Linked DNA regions of Cricetulus griseus: region 2 is linked to region 1. The links are chromatin contacts, called in public Hi-C maps. All regions are on one chromosome and are shown on one strand. The core of a region is the stretch at or near the end of the contact, and the rest is flanking DNA. Distances in the headings are between cores, read along the strand shown.

The links. A called contact is a pair of places that touch in the nucleus more often than the background predicts.
Region 2: a Hi-C map of liver shows a contact between it and region 1, with 5 times the contacts expected there. The contact joins two enhancer-like sites. A contact is called at or near these places in 6 of 8 Hi-C or Micro-C datasets (the CHK-Q cell line, the CHL-YN cell line, the CHO-K1 cell line and 2 more).

What each region holds. Positions count from the first base shown.
Region 1 is chr4:205,176,465-205,181,973 of CriGri-PICRH-1.0, reverse strand. Rasa2 (ras GTPase-activating protein 2) reads left to right here. Exons shown (of 24, transcript XM_027410908.2): 7 at 1,245-1,317; 8 at 4,532-4,608. Among named protein-coding and RNA genes, the nearest start is that of Rasa2, 48 kb to the left of the region's middle. Within about 2 kb of position 4,068, at least 1 of the 6 cell types and tissues checked has open chromatin away from gene starts, as enhancers often do.
Region 2 is chr4:205,386,834-205,392,319 of CriGri-PICRH-1.0, reverse strand. No RefSeq gene overlaps it. Among named protein-coding and RNA genes, the nearest start is that of Pxylp1, 80 kb to the left of the region's middle. Within about 2 kb of position 1,694, at least 4 of the 6 cell types and tissues checked have open chromatin away from gene starts, as enhancers often do.

The DNA.
Region 1 (5,509 bases), core at 2,819-5,318:
TTAGTTTTAAACTTAAAAGCAAGAATTCATACAGCATTAAAAGCTGTCGGAGGGTACACACACACACACACCCATGTGCTAAAAATGTTCAGCCCTACTGGGTAGTGGAATCATGGCAATAATCCCTGTACCTGAGAGGCAGAGGATCACAAATTCTGGCCAGCCTGAACTACTAGTTAAGCCCCTGCCTCACAGAGAAATGGGGGGTAGGGGCACAAGTCAGCCTAGAGGAGCTGCTAGTTTGGAGTAAACTTTTTTTTTTTTTTTTTTTTTTTTTTTTTTGTAGTTCTGTATCCAAACCCAGACTATTGATGATAAGCAGTTACTCTATCAGTGAGATACACTGCAACTCAGGAGGTTGTTCTTGTTTTCTGTTTAATGATTTTTATCTCAGAGAAACCCTGTCTTGAAAAACCAAAAAAAAATAAAAAAGTGATTTTTATCTCATGAACAAATTTTTTTTTCTTCTCTGAGACAGGCTTTCTTTGTGTAGCCCTGGCTATTCTGGAACTCACTCTGTAGTTGCCTCATACTCACGGAGATCCACCTGCCTCTGCCTCCTGAGTGCTGGTATTAAAGGAGTGCACTGCTGCCACTACCCTCTGGCTTCTCACGAATGAACACATTTTTTAATGGAACTTTTGAAGTAACATTTAGTAGAAACTTTTTTTTTTTTTTTTAGATCACAGTTGATTTTGCTATGTAATCACACAAGACTTTCACATTGGTTGATTCTGGCTAAAGATACAAGACTCCCTGAACATTTATTTATAACTGCCTCAGAATGTGTATATCCACTGGCAATTAGCAGTTTAAGTCACTGTTCTTGGTTATAACCCAGAAGTAAAGGGAGTTAAGAGACACTTCATGTTCCCCAGATGTTTTCAGTATCAGTGAAGGCACTTTGAGTGTCACTACCTTTCTTTTCATCACTCTCTCTGGTAGTAGGATGTGTTGAAAACTCTAAAAGAGAACGTGGGAATTAGCCTCTCACAGCCCTGGAGACAATAATCCAATCTTGGCGTGTATGCATACATAAAACTTGCATCCTATGTACGGATATTGTTGGATTTGAGTTTGTGAGGACACTGGCTTTTTTCCCCCTCACACAATATCTAATTTATTGTCCTCTCTCAGTCATCCTAACATTTAGAAAAAGGTCAGGCTTCCTGGTTGGAAATAGCTTGTTTTATAATTGTGTACTATTAAGTTCTACAAGGTAAAACTCTACCACATTGGAACAGGAATGACCAAAAGAAGACAAAAGTAAAGAAGAAAACAAGCAATCCGCAGTTTAATGAAATCTTTTATTTTGAGGTAATTTCTTGTTTTGTATAAATATTAATATTTAATCTAGAATTCTAGTTGATTTAATTTTGTCAACCATGGCCATAGTAATTATTTTACCAGTTAATGTAACTAATAATTTCTGTCCAGAAAACAGTAGAATCATGATGTAACACACGTAGCTCTGGCTGGTTTGGAAGTGGGGAGGGCAGAGTCACACCCACCCTGTAGTCCTCCTCCGCACAGCCTCTTCCAGACTGTTCCCACACTCTCCAGTCCATGGTGACTCTTCTAAGACCTCTAGGACAACAAGCATTACCACTCAGATGATCTGAAATCTTTTCCCAGTTGATTTGAATGATGAAATAAACATGAATCCTGTATTTCATACCCAGTGAAAGGGCAGTTTTTTGAGGGAAAACATTAGCAAATGTACCAAATACAAGACTCCTTTGAGAGTAGGGAGCATTTCATGATTACACCTTTCATTAATTTACTCTGTAGATATATCTTGTTCATGAAGATCTTCAGTTGCCTTGAGCAAGTCCTAACCACTAAACCACCAAGGTACATCTTCAGCTGCCTTGAAATTGTCCCAAATACAGTGCTGTGGAATTCTTTGAAGTATTTAATCAATCCTTTTTTATATTAATTGAAGACTATAGAAAAATGTAAAAATCAAAATCTGTAAAAAGACTGTGTAATAACAGAATGAATTACAATTGATTTAATATGTGAGAACAATTTGTAGGTAGTTACATCTTGAAGTTTTTCTTTTGTATTTTTCTTCTGTTTTGGGGAGGGCATCAGAATACCCCTACTCATGCCTGATTACTGTAAGAAAATACAAAAGTGAAGTAAGAGACTGGGGGTGGGGGGGAGGTTGGAAGGAAAGGAAAAGGAAAGCATACTAATGCAAGAGGCTTCCTTTCCTGGAGGACTTGGTACAGTTTTCTACATTTATTAATGCCCCTTATGCCTTACCATGAGAACATGAAGAAGATGACAATTTTAAAAGCTGCTTCCCTATTCACTCACTCTTGCTCATAGTTCACACCTCAAATGGGCTGGAATTCATTATGAATAGGACCTCATAACAAGCAGGTAACTTTTTGAAAGTCAGGGTCTGAACTGTTCACCATACCAGTTTACCTGCTATTGAGCCCTTTGTTAGACAGGTTATAAAGAAAGATATGTTTGGCAAAACCAGAGCAAGATATAAGGAAACACATGCATATGTACATGCAAACAGCTATAGCGTGCAACACATACTGCTTGAGCTCAGGGTCAAAACAATCCAAAGAAAGACTATATTTTCCTAAAGGAGAACAGAGAGAATATTACAGAGAAAGAACATTTTGGGTACAGACTCAGGAAAACTGAAAGTTATGCCCAAAGAACATCTGAGTAATGGTTTAACCAAGTTTAATAAGAAAATAACCAGAATTAAGAATAGAAGGATGAAAAAAAAAAAAAAAGAATAGGAAGAAGGGGTCTGGAGAGAGAGCTCATGAGTTCAGTTCCCAGCACCCACATGGCAGCTCGCATCTGCCCGTACCAGTTCCAGGGCTTCTGACACCCTCATGCAGACAAGCAAAACACCAATCAACATTAGGTTATTTTACCAAAAAAAAAAAAGTAGAAAGATGGGATAAGCTGGTGAGTGAGCCCCAGGCTTTAATTGTAGTTAATGGAATATCCTTGATATTCTATCCTTGATAGAAAGAGGTAACTGTGATATGTTAGCAGGTGACTAAAAACTTATGGTTTCAGTGTTCAAACAGACAGCTGAGTGAGGGGCAGAGAAGAGAGATACTGCAGGTCAAGATAATTGGTTAAAGGAGGAAAAGGGAAAATCAAAATCCTCCACCAGGTATCAGATGTGGTATATGCTTATGATCCCAATCCTTGGCAGGTGGAGGCAGAAAGATCAGAATTTCAAGGCCAGTCTGAACTACACAGTGAGCCTTGGACCACCTTGTCTCAGAAAACAAATAAAATTTGTTAACAGGACAGTTTATGACTGAAATATGATAGGTGATAACTGTAGATCACAATATAAGATTTGTCACTGAGTCAGGAAAGCCAAGGGAGTGAAGAGATGCAACAGAGAAGAAATCCAAAGATGCTCTGCGCTAACTATTCAGTTTGGAACATGCCACTTAATTTTTGTTCTATAGCTTCCTTATTTTTAAGACCAGATAATAAATCTAGCCCTGCTTGCCTTAAAGCAACATTCTGACAAGTCAAAGAGGTGATGAACGTGATAGCACTTTGTAAACTAGGCAACACGGTGTAGCTCTAAGTTGTTTTTAGAACAAAATAAAACAGAATGCCACCTGTGTAGAAAAGAGGCGGCAGGATATTCCTCAGGTAAACTCAAAGCAAAGAGCTCTTCTGGGAATAGGTCAGAGGGAGAGGCCAAGAACAGTAAGGAGTAGGAGTTGACTACAGATATGGCGATGAAGATAGATTTTACAAGGGTGATCTGTAAGGAAGCTGGTGATAAAGTGGTTACTGTCCTGAGTGGGTGGTGAGGAAGTACTGGTTCTGGGATGAATTAGTTTTAATGTTACTGTCTGAAAAAGAAAAGAGACAGGAGGACTGTGATTTAGAAGGAAAATTTTTGTTAGACTAGAATGGAGTGATCAAACTGGTAAGGAAAGCTGTAATTAAGATAGATCAAATGCTTACAGAACACACTTAAATACACTGGGGGGAAGGAGCTGGCTTGGGGGAGGTAGTATTGAATCATCTCTTAAAAAAAAACTCGAGTAGAGAGAGGCCTGAGGGTAGGAAGTGGGTGTTCAGCTGGGTGGCAGTTGAGGAAGTTCCTGCCCAGTGGCCTTGATATTTTCAGTAAAAATGTGAGAAGGAAATAAGAGTGGGGTGGTGTACTTTGAGAAAGGTGGGAAAGACTGTAAGGTGCTTTTAGAAGTGAGCTCTTTGAACACGGTGTTTTTCCTCTTTGTGTCACTGAAGACACCTGTAAACCAGGGACCCAGATACTGCTGCAAGTAGAACTGGTAGAAGTGGCATAGAGGCAAAGATGCCTGTGATTTTTATGCCACCCTTCCTTAGCTTTCTGGTGCCTTGTTAGTGTACTTTCAATGCTTTGGAATATTACTTCCACACTTGACTCTTTTTGTATTGATAATTGAATATTTTGGGAATTGTCATTTTTAAACTCATGATGGAAAAAAAGATACTTTAAAATATTTTTACTAAAATATTTTGTTTATAGGTAACCAGATCCAGTAGTTATACCAGGAAGTCCCAGTTCCAGGTAGAAGAAGAGGACATTGAAAAATTGGAAATCAGGTGTGTACCTTGTGGTTTTCCTTGAGAATTGATTTTTTTTTCCCCTGTGTGAACTTTGATAGAATTCTCTGTAGCAGGTTGATAGATGAAACTTAGAGGAACAGGCATCTAATTTAGTCCAAACTGTCTTTTAAAAATCTGATTTCTTTCCAGAAATACCAAAGTATATTTCTTGTGTGAGCAAAGACAACCTAATTTCACCTATTTTCTTTTTCATTTCCCCTTAATTTAATTGTTCCTTAACTATCTGGATTATAATATAATGAATGGAAAGACAATTATATTTAGAAATAATTTTTTTATTCTTCTTAACATATCTGCTGACTATCAGAAATTTCAGTGAGGTAAGGTGATAACTCCACAGGTGCATGGGTTTGAAGTTTGTGATATTTCCTAGGTCTTAAATATCTATGCTGTTTTGGAAAGGAAACTTTTGCAAATGCATGTGTAGGTGTGGTGTTAACAGCGTGCTATCTAAAAGGCACATTAATCATGTGTTCACAGTGGTAGGCAGTATTTTTCTAAGTCACCAATCTTTATACATTAATTATCTTCAAAAGAGAAACTGTAGTCTTATATTGTTTTTTTTCAAATTCAGTAGCCATTTTGTCCTTATTGATACAGATTTAAAAAAAAAATAAACTAAACTTTCAAACTTAAAAAATGAAGTTTCTCCTTGAAGACTATTCAGAATTTGGCCAGGGAGATAGCTAAGCTGTTAAGGCACTTGCTGCCAAGCCATTCTACCTGAGTTCTGTCCCTGGGTCCCACATGATGGAAGGAAAATACCAACTCCCCTAAGCTTCACGTGTGCACAGTGGCATGTGCCCCTCCCCCAAATTAATGAATAGGAATGTAATTTAGAATTTAAATTGTGGTTTTTCAGTAAAAGTCACTGTAG
Region 2 (5,486 bases), core at 445-2,944, 210 kb before region 1:
TTTTTGTGCCTTTTGTACAAAAGATAAGCCTTTCCTTATCTTTCTCATTAAAGGTCAACTTTAAGTTCAGCCTCCTGTGGTCTCTGTTAAATGAACTAATTTCGTAATTGAAAGTGGTGAGGTTTCTACTACTTCTTCTCCTTCTCTTCCTTTTCCCCTTCCCCCTCCTCCCTCCTCCTTCCTCTTCTTTGGTAGTAGAATATCAACAGATAATAGCTATAAAAAATTTTCAAGGAAAATACAAAACACAACCAACAAGAGCAGATTTTAGAGTTAGGACTTTGCAGAAACTTTGGCAATTGACAAGACAAAATGTTTTAGTTATTTCCACTGTCCACAGCATAACGGTAGGACTTCCCCTGTGATTGGTGTTTACTCCCTTTTTATAAAGAGTGGCTCTGCTTAGAATACAAAGCACTTGAGTCATGCTACTGCCCAGAAGTTAGGCTTGTAACGGGATCACACATGTATCAAAAAAGGTTAGTGTTACAATTTTACTCTAGCCTGGTAAAGTATCTTGCATCATCACTGCAGAACACTGTTCTCACTTCAAAGGGAGTAAGAGATAGTTTATCCTGGACCCAACAATGAGTGGCCACAGCCAGGGTAGGGAAGTTCACAACTCCAGCCCCAGATATCTGATGTCCTCTTCTGGCTCTCCAATGCTCCTGCACACACACAATGCACATAAACTCACGCAGGCATACATATAATGAATATATAATGCAGGGAATCATTTAAACAACATTTAAACTATAGCTAACTTAATTACATATTAATCCCATAAGATTCGTTTTTAAAAGCCTCTTGTAACTATGTAAAACTTTCACAACTCACTTGTATTTTAAGAAGTAATTCGTAAACTAGACGTGGTGGCACAGAAAAACCCTGTCTCGAAAAACAAAAAAACAAGGTAATTCATAGGTTGTTATAAAGTGTTATGTCCAAAGTAAAAAAAAAAAAATGTTTATATGCCATTAGAATGCTTTAAATTATCTGGTTTTTCTTTTTAAAACTTTGGCCTAGGATAAGGGAAGATAATACAATTAGATGTTTTGAGTTTAAGAATTCTGACATTATGCTTCAATAATGACTATCATAGGTATTTTTAAATTATTTATAAAAATTCATATCTATAGTTCGATCACAGATGTCACTAATAAAAGTACGAATTATATAGCCATTAAAAAATATCAGCCCACTAAAAGTTTTAAGGTTTTTTTCCTCCAAATTGATTTTGGTTTTGACTACTTTTGTCATATAAAGAATTACATGTGTTTGCATTTTTTTTAAAATCTGATAACCAGAAAAAAAATTCCGACATTTCTCCACCATGTTGCATATCAGACTTCTTAAAATTCATAAAGACATTTTTAAAAATACATAGGTGTGAACCTGAGTTAGGCACAATACAGCAAAGCAGCCCACAGTAGCGTATTATTTGTCTGTTTAAAGACATATGTAGTATTATGTTGCATATATCATAAGTGCATTTTCTGCTATGAATCCATCAGGTAGGACGCCACCAGGAACTGGAACCCACGTCCTTTTCCAGTGTTCTGGAGCAATAGAAGCCTCAACCGGAAAAACAGAAACAGAAATATGCCTGCGGACAGGTTACCTATAGAAACTACATCTCCCAGAAGCCTCTTGTCAAAGGCTGAATATCCCAGAAAGCTTTACGCCCTCTTCCCCAACCACGCCTACAAGAGGATTGCTTTTTGTTAAAAGCCCAATGCAGAGCCTTGCAACAGGGAGGTTGCTCTGGGGCCTTTGCGGGATGTTGACCTCTAGGGGTCGGATGTGAGTCACAGAAAGCCCGGCTTTGTTAGGATGGCCTGACGAGGCTCTACCACCGGCTCAGGCCGGTTCCATATTCCCTGCTGGTCTTGAGGTCTCTGGAAGACAGACCTGTACATGCATAGTCCCTGGTTCTCCTTACGCCCAGCCAGGCTCCCTCTTAAAAGATGTGACAATCTCGAACCTCTGGGCATAATCCGTAGGCTGTCACCTGTGAATTCCGCAGTTCTCTTGCAGCTTCCGCTGTGGCTGCAGGCTGTAGGAACAAGTGTAAACAGTACCGACAGGGGGATTATCCGTGGCCACTGACCTTGTTTTCCAGTGGAAGATAATTTTCCAGTGGCCCTGCCCCGATCAGCAAATACCGGTGAATACCTGGATTCTGAAGGTTGTTGGTCTTCTTGAGAAGACCCTCCACTAGGTGTCATTTCTCAGACTCCAACCTATCTGGACCCTGGAATAGTTTTCTTCCCCGACCCCACCCTTTTTTTTTCTTTTTATTTATTCTTCTTTCATATACTACTCGGAGACCAAATTCTCCTCTCCCTCCACTCTTCTCAGCCCCATCCCCAGATCCTCTGTTCCTCCATTTCCCTTCTGATAAGAGGAGGCCTCCTAGTGATATCAATCGAGCTCAGCATAACAAGACCTGACAAGATATAACCCCTCATATCAAGGCTGGATGAGGCAGCCTCTGGGAAGGGGACATAGAGCAGATTTTGCATGTAGACTTGGAGCAGATCTGGGTGGAAACAGGAGGGATCAGGTGGGGGATTGGGAGACAGAGGGAGAGAGTCCTGAGAGAGATGACTAGAATGGGGGGGGGGTTATTTAGGGCATGGGTGGTGTGGAAACAGTGCAGTGGAAACTTCTGGAACCTATGAGGGTGACTAATGAGGACTCCTACTAAAGGAGGATATGGAGCCTGAACCTGCCATCAACCCACCACAAAACCTTCTACCCACTTTGTCCTGCCTATAGGATATGCTGGGGCAATGAGGGCTCAGAGCTTGTGGGAGTGGCCAACCAGTGGCTGAATCTAACTTAAGGCCCAAGTTGTGAGAGGGAGCCTGTGTGACAACCCCTGTCCATGACCATGTAACCTATAGTGATTAGGTTTTTTTCTAAACTCTTTAAGTCACCTGTACCTGTCCCTAACTCAACTGTCATTGGTGTGTTCTATGAGACAGTGTGTTGTATGACACAGTCTTGTAGTCAGTCATGAAGAATAGACTGCTCAGACATACTGACATTATCCCATGTTGCTCCATTCCTTAAACCTTATGGAGGTCTCTCAGATCCTTTTAGGGGATCTACATAGTCAAAGCTCGTTTTATTAACTGGATGTAATCCCAGCACAAGGGCTTTGAGGGCCGGAGAATGGAGCCTCCAAGGTCAACTCCAACTGCATACTAAGTTCAACCTCAGCCTAGGGCACATGAAACCCTGTCTCAAATCCCCACTGGCAAAAAAAGAGGGGGAAAGACCCTGTTTTCACAATAATAATGTTATTTGCATTTTAAAAAACCCCCAAACCCTAGTTTTGGGTGTGTGGTATCCTCTGAGCTAAGTTTGGTTGGGCCCCCATACAAAAACTGGGCCTGTTGACTGTTTACATCCCTTCCTGGGAGTGTGGGGAGGCTCTCCTGATTATCCAGTTGTAAAATGCAACTCTGCATTAATCACATGTGGCCTCTAGAATTGGCTAGAATACATTGGCCTGGGAGGACCAAGGTGGAGGCTCCATCTACACAGTTTCAGGGAAGCCCTCATCTCTGATGGTTAAGGCCAGGTTTGGCCTCTAGGGGAGGAGAACCTATACCCCTGTAAGTAACCCCTCACCCATGCTCTGTCAGAAAGCCTATGAATTCATTGGTTCCCCAGAGTGAACTTTGGCAGAATCCCATCTAGGTTTGTCTTTGGGACTTTAGGAGGAGGGGCAGACCTTGTTTACATCTTTCCAAGGGAAGGAATTTTAGTGATATATATTAGTATTTAATGTAAATGGTGACTAAGCTTGACTGTTGGCATCGTGGCACGAATGGATCAAGGAGTGGCACTGAACTTTGTTTGAGTTGTACTTTTGAATTTGCAGAGATACAGAAAGCTGACTTTGCTTTAAAATGTCCTTAATGAAGCTGGGAGGTGGCACTAGATTTCTTTAATCCTAGCACTCGGGAGGCAGAGGCAGGAGGATCTCTGTGAGTTTGAGGCTAGCCTCGTCTAAAAGACCTAGGTCCAGGACAGGCTCCAAAACTACACAGAGAAACCCTGTCTCGAAAAACTAAAAAAAAAAAAAAAAAAAAAATTTTAAATGTTCTTAATGAGTTGTATTTCTTTTACTCAGTTTTGAACCTTAAGGACATGTCCCTTTAATAATCTATGTACATCTAAGTGGGAAGTATTCATAAGCAAAGATTGTAAATGGTGTTTTTAAAAAATATTGCATAACAAATTGGGCACCAATTAGAAGATCTGAACCCCAATATCTTTTCCTGTGAAACTAATTGTCCCAAACAGTGACTGAAGACAGCAAATATTTATATATGACAGTTTGTGTGTGTCAAGGCTTTAGAAAACCTAGGAAGTTCTAACATTTGCTTCCAAGGCAGTGAACTTGCATGGCTGTTTACACAAGGCCTTGGGTATTGACCACAGGGGCTTCCACTCAGGTTTTGAGGAAAAGCTAGTTTTACCCAGATCATGTGATCCAAGAGAGAGGAAACAAGATAGAACCCTTGACATCATAATGATCTACCCTCTAATTTCTAACAAATTGTCTTCCTTAGAAACAATTCCCCTCTGTTCCACATATATGGCTTAGTACATCTCCCTCTTAGAGTCAAGCAAGACATCAGCACCTGTGATCTGTCCCCTCATCTGCCAGATATTCTCATCTAAACCCTTCCTCAAAGAGTTGAGTAGCCAGTTGAGCAGTTCTGCCATCAGCCACACTCTGAATCTAAAGTCATTTTAGGAAATCATGTAAGAATCTAAATCCTAGTTTCCAGAGTTAATGACCCATTGAGCTAAATCCCTAACCCTTTAAATCCCAGCTTAAACTATGAGTCATGGTCCCATCTATCTTGTAACTAAATCATGGGTCATTTAGCAACAGCTTAAGGTTTCTGAATGCATGACAACCAAAGGTGCATGCAAAATCCAATGTGTAAGGAACCCCACTTGTTTCCGGGAGGCTTGCCCATGTGGCTTTGGGTGACCACTGCAGCCTTGGTTCTGAACACACAATATGTGCACTTTGCTATAAGCATGCTTCTGCTATTTTGTACTGTGCATTTATGCAAAAAGACATTCTCAGCATTGGCAGTAATGAAAACAAAATAATGCCAACCAGTCCTGGAAAAGAGTATGCTCCGGCCCTGCAGCATCAGATATGCAGACAAGATTTGATGCTTTGAGCGAAAACAACTGAGCACATGTGTCTCATAGTGTACAGACTTGCTTTGGTCTTTAATAAACAGTAAAATTATATAAAATGCAAATAATTGTTTTAAAACTGTTTATGATGTCAGCAAGTGTTTGATCATAAAACTGTTTCATAAACCTATATGCTTGGGGTTGGGTAAAAATCAGTCATGGGAAAGTTTAAGAAGACCCATGCGATTAAAAAAGGAATAAAGGGGATCTGGGTGGGGGGATGTAGTTAAAAGCTCTTGCAGAGACCC